Regions from separate parts of the Mus musculus genome. Here region 2 is linked to region 1. A link is a contact called in public HiChIP or PLAC-seq data. All regions are on one chromosome and are shown on one strand. Each heading gives the region's core, a stretch centred on a gene start, on an enhancer-like site or on the middle of the called end of the contact. The rest is flanking DNA. Distances are from core to core; before and after follow the strand shown.

Evidence for each region. HiChIP or PLAC-seq counts read pairs in DNA pulled down with a chosen protein or histone mark.
Region 2: an H3K27ac HiChIP or PLAC-seq map of microglia shows a contact between it and region 1, with 6 times the contacts expected there. The contact joins two enhancer-like sites. A contact is called at or near these places in 1 of 484 Hi-C or Micro-C datasets (bone marrow-derived macrophages) and 2 of 115 datasets of contacts at active chromatin or transcription factors (T-cell acute lymphoblastic leukemia and microglia).

Annotation. Positions count from the first base shown.
Region 1 is chr12:79,318,011-79,320,873 of GRCm38.p6, reverse strand. The region is part of intron 5 of Rad51b (RAD51 paralog B); the gene reads right to left. Among named protein-coding and RNA genes, the nearest start is that of Rad51b, 22 kb to the right of the region's middle. Within about 2 kb of position 1,348, at least 13 of the 459 cell types and tissues checked have an H3K27ac peak or open chromatin away from gene starts, as enhancers often do. A contact at or near this core is called in bone marrow-derived macrophages and microglia, where this site is marked.
Region 2 is chr12:80,324,882-80,327,744 of GRCm38.p6, reverse strand. No RefSeq gene overlaps it. Among named protein-coding and RNA genes, the nearest start is that of Gm29952, 56 kb to the right of the region's middle. Within about 2 kb of position 1,519, at least 26 of the 459 cell types and tissues checked have an H3K27ac peak or open chromatin away from gene starts, as enhancers often do. A contact at or near this core is called in bone marrow-derived macrophages and microglia, where this site is marked.

The sequences.
Region 1 (2,863 bases), core at 99-2,598:
ATGGTGCCTTCACCTAGGGAGATGATACCTCAGATTATCAGGAGCAACTGGATTTAAAGTATAATTCAGGCAGGGAACCGGAAGAACTTGATTGATTGGATGAATATCTAGAACAGTAGTGATTCAATCAGGATTGTAGTTACTAGTGTAGTGTTCTTCCTCTCTCTCTCTCTCTCTCTCTCTCTCTCTCTCTCTCTCTCTGTGTGTGTGTGTGTGTGTGTGTGTGTGTGTGTGTGTGTGTGTGTGTGTGTGTTTAAACAGGGAAATCCAGAATTCATCTTCAGGTATATCAAGCTGTCCACATATATAGATGTGACTGTAATATGTTATTATGTCAAGTGGCAAATGTATATGAATCTGGAGCTTGTGGGAAAGCTCAGAATATGAACACAGGACCCTTCTGCCATAAAGAAATGTGCTAAAACCATGAGAGTGCATTGAGAGATTGAGGACAGATGGAGGAAGACCAAGATCCTAAAACTGAGTCCGGGATTCTCCAAGGCTTATATGCTGACAAAATGGAGAGGGACCAGCAACACAGACTAACATGGTCAGAAACAGGGATAAAACCTAAGAAGCCAACTGACAGGAACTGTTGGGGAGAACATGGTGGCTGTGTGATAGGGCTGAGAGTCAACACTTCCTGGTGATGTGACAGCAAACATACTGTACAAGGGCAGCACATTAGTCAGTTTATAGTAATATTGGTATACACAAACTTACCATGTTACCAGTCATATAAAAGCACAGTATATAAATTATGCACAGTATACAACACTTGGTGATATTTCTGCCTGTGCTCACTCTGCTAGCAATCATTACTTCAGATTGTAAGTTACCTCTACAGCATTTTTAAGGTCTGGAAAACACAATGCATCAGCTTCACACTGCTTCTGCTCACCACATCTTTTGATTGTGTGCAGAGGCTACATCCATGATGAACACACACAGCAGTCTGTGTAAGCACACAAGAACAGAGTCACAGGACTGACTGGCTTAGTCATCCAGTCCCCAAACCATACCACTACCACTAAGCAACGCATGGCTGCATTTTATATACTATTGAGTTGGAGAAAGTTTTGAAAATCAATTTCAATATAGGGCTAGGAAATAAAGCCAATATGGAGTGAATTCAAGATAAATAATAGGGAGATTTTGCCTTCTGTGCACAAAAGATTAACTGGCTTGGGAATTGCCCCGATAGCATCAACTAGAAAAGCAGACAAAATAATCTGAAAGAACAGTTTCACACACTAAACAATAGTTCAAAACTGTGACCCTCCTGAGAAAGGAAACTAGTAAAGGAACCTAAAGTGCCCCAGGCTCACACCAGAGGCACTTTCTATTCTACGACACACAAAAGGGGAAGCCAATGTGAGTCTGGTGGACCCAAAGATGAGATCAGAGTATGAAACAGCTAAGCTGGTAGAACTCATGAAGTCACGTGCAGAAAAGAAAAGGTGGCGGTGTGTGGGGGGGGGGGGGTGGGGTGGTACACTCCAGAGCTAATATGCATAATGTATGGAAGGAAACGCTTCAGGATGAACCAGGAGACAACGGGAGACTAAACACTTCCAGCACTTACACAAGATGAAAACAGTGCATATTCCCACACCCACAAGGAATACAGAGATCTCACGATACCTTGGGTAACAGGTGGGAGTCCTCAGAGGGACTTCACAGTGCTAAGGCTTAATCGGTCTCAAAGACCATCAAAATAATCTTAACTATATATTAAAACAAAAAATCTAACACCTCAGAGATGTACATTAAAGTTCAGCATCTAACATAGCCATGTCTAACAATCATTAGGAAAGGGCTGGAGAAATGGCTTAGCCATTAAGAGCACTGTCTGCTCTTCCCCTAAGGACTCAGTTTCAACACAGCACCCACATAGCAGCTCACAGCCATCTGTAACTTCAATTCCATGGGATCCAATATCCTCCATGAGAACCATGGACTGATGCACAGATATACACATGCAGGCAAACACTCAGACACATAAAATAAATTTTTTTCATTAATAGGCATGTAAAGGAGAAGAAAAGATCTATAGTCAGGAAAAAATTTAATTACTAACAAAAGACCAGAAGTTGTATAGGTGATGGCATTATTAATGCCCTCAGAAACAACTATTTGCAATCTTATAAATGTATATAAGTAGGTAAATGAGAGGATAGACCAGTATACTATGTACTGTAGACACAAACAAGAATAATCTGTTTCTGTGAATAAACTCCTATTTGACCATGTATTTGTTCACTTCCTATTACAGCCGCTTTTGCACTGACAGCAGAACTGAAGAACTAAAAGACTAAGAACTGGAGGTGGCTTGCAGCCTTAATCCCAGCACTACACAGGAGAGGGAGAAGCATGGGTTCCCCTGAGCTACACAGCAAGACTGTCAGAAACACAAAGGAGAGAGAGGGCAGTAACTCAGCTGGCACAGTGCTTGCATTGCAAGCATGAGGTCCTGGGTCCGATCCTCAGAACTCATGGAAAAAAGCAAGGAGAGACAGCTCAGGCTTGTAATCTCAGAGCTGGGGAAGCAGGGACAAGCTGGTCCCTGGGGCTCCCTGGAGAACCATGCCAGCCCACTGAGATCTTATCTCCATGAAAAAAAAGAAAGAGAGAAAGAAAGAAAGAAAGAAAGAAAGAAAGAAAGAAAGAAAGAAAGAAAGAAAGAAAGAAAGAAAGAAAGAAAGAAAGAAAGAGGGAGGAGCTGGGGCCTAGAAAGATTGCTCAGTGGTTAGCAGTGCTTGCTAACAGAACTTCCAGAGGACCCAAGTTCAATTCCCAGCACCCACATAGCAGTTCACAACCATGTGAATTCCATGTCCCAGGCAATCCAATGCCCTCTTCT
Region 2 (2,863 bases), core at 270-2,769, 1.0 Mb before region 1:
TCTGAGAGAGCAATCCACTCCTGGAGGTGTGTTCTAGATGTTCCCACCTGGTCCTGAAACAGACACCTACTTGTGCCCACTGCAGGTCTCTGGGCAGTAGCAGAGAGCTGGGACCAACAGGTATTCATCCTCATGGGGTGGGGGGAGATGTAAAATGTGGTAGCAACCCACTCCCATAGGCTACACAGCTATGGGCAGGGATAACCAGACAGACTCATGGCAGCATGGATTCTGTCAGTGAAGGGGAAAGTGCAGAATGATAGCCAAGGCAGTACCATGTATGGAAATGAACACTGCATGTACAGGGTGAGGCATGGTATTGTGAGCCTTTAGTCCCAGCACTCCACCAGCAGAGACAGGCTGACCTTTGTTGAGTTCTGGCCAATATGTCAGGTTCCAGTCCAGAGAAGGTTTATGTAGTGAGACCCTCTCTCAAAAAACGTTTATAAAAGCCAGGTCTGGAGACACATATCTTTAATTCCAGCATTCGGGAGACAGAGGGAGACAGATCTCTGAGAGTTCTAGACCAGCCTGGTCTACAAAGTGGGTTCCAGAACAGCCAGGGCTGTTACTCAGAGAAACCAAAGGAGAAGTAGGAGGAGGAAGAGGAGGAAGTGGTGGTGGAGGGAAAGGAGGAAGAAGAGGAGGAGGGGGGAGGTGACATGTATATAAAAGGAGAATGTACATTGCCTGTGCCATATAAAACAAAGGGCAGTGACTATCACAGACACTAGAACGGAGACCCACGTGAGGGCAGGCTGGGTAGATCACATAAGAAGGGACTTCACAGTCACATAAAGATCTTGCGAGCTGTGGGCAACTCAGTTGATGGTAAACTGACACAATGGGTTATTATGCCACCAAAAAGGGAAAAGACACACAGAGCAGGGTATGGTGGTGCACACCGAAATCCTTGTACTTGAGAGGTAGGTGCAGGATTAACGGTTTAGAGCCAATCTCAACGGCCTAGTGAGTTCAGGTCCAGCCTGAGCTACATGAGACCATTTTAGAAAAGGGGGGTGAGGAGGGAAGAAGGGGGGGGACTATTGATTTATGCTTCAATAGAGGTGAACTTTACAAACATGCTAAGTGGCAGGTGCCATTCACAGAGATGGCATGCTGTTGGATTCTGTATGTGATATGAAAAGGTCCAGGGGAAAATGGGGAGTGAGTGCCAAGTGATTAAAATGTAGTACAATGCCAGGCAGTGAAGATGCACCCCTTTAACCCCAGCACTCGGAAGGCAGAGGCCGGTGGATCTCTGAGTTCGAGACCAACCTGGTTTACAGAGGAGTTCACAAAATAATGAACTGTGTTCTTTGGATGGGTAAATTTTAGGGCACACAAACTATCTCAGGAAAAAAAACATTTAAAGGAAAATTAAAAGGAGGAGAAAATTCTCCTGTGAATTGGCCTTGGCCACTTCCTTTTTCTGCTTCTGGTTTCAAACAGGAACTGGGCAAGGTTCACCTACCTTGACCCTGCCTTAGGGCCATTGCACCCCAGTGGCACATAGTTGCCTCTGGCCCTTCAGACTTGGGAAAACCAGATTGGCTAAAGGTTCCTGAAAGGAACTCAGTACTGCCATGGGGGGGGGGGGGAAGAGGGGGTGTCTGGTTGGCAATTTCTGCCATCTGCTCTCAGAACACTTCCTCCAATGCCTAAGAATCTCATGATCACATCAGCCTCTGCCATCTTCACAGTGGAACAAGAAAGGGACGTCAGAGCCGCCCGACCAGAAGTGGTCAGTGGTAGCTCGAGGAAGATGCATTTTCTTTTATCAGCACCGGTATTGGTATTGGTTAGGCACCTTTAGAACTCTTGGTGACTCAGTTTCTTTCTAGGGAACGAGCATGAAGCACCAGGAGCAATTTGGATAGGAAATAAGGAAATGTATGTGAAAACTCCTAGCACGGTCCTGTCCCATAGATAGAACCTGCTAGATGCTTATTGAATCCCAAGCCCAGCAAGCCCCTCAAACAGGCAGCCAAAACAGTCTGGGGAAGGTAAGAGAAGGGTTAACATGGAAGAGTCGATTCATAATCATAGCTGAAATCCTGTGTGCCGGGAGTGTTGAGAGCTGAGAAACGGAGACAGACTGACTCTAAGTTAGCCGTCCTGAGAACAAGAGAGCGAAACCCAGTTTAAGCGCAGTGGCCAGCCAGGGAATGCAGTATCTCTCTGACAGAGCTAGTTGCCAGAAAGCATCCACCTCCCCCTGCGTATCTGTCGATGGGCTTCTTTTATCCAGCCTAGAAAAAAAAAAAAATGCTCATCTGTCTCAATTTACAGACAGAGGTAGAAATGAGAAAAGTCCCCAACAGGTTCCTGACCACCCTTCCTGTGGAAACGGAGTGGATGTGTCCAATGAGCCACCCAGGGTGCAACTGTTATCCTTGGGTAGAAATGACAGAAGCCAATTTCCCCTCAGGAGCCTTTGAAGTCTGAATGAAATCTTGGTTCCTAAAGATACTGGTGGTGCCGGGCAACAGGAACTGTCCTGCAAACTGTTAGGTCTCAAATCAGGACAAATGGCTGAGGTGCCATTAACATATGAAAGTGAACCTGGCTGGCAGGTCCTTACCTATGACAGGGTATGGTTGGCATGCCCTGCCCCCTACCCTGAACCTCTCCAGCCCAGGTCCTGGGCTGCCCTTCCCCCAGCTACCCTCCTTATGTAATCCAGCCATTTTGCTAAGCCAGTCCTTTTGGCTATTCTGTCTCCTACCCTCTACCCTCCTGACCTCTTGGACTAGCTCTCTCCTCCCCCCTCCCCCTTTCCTCACATGTCCCAGCTCAGGATGCTGTTCACTCTGGACTCTGCCAGATGTGTCTGCCTCTGGCTATGCTCTCCCTTTTATCT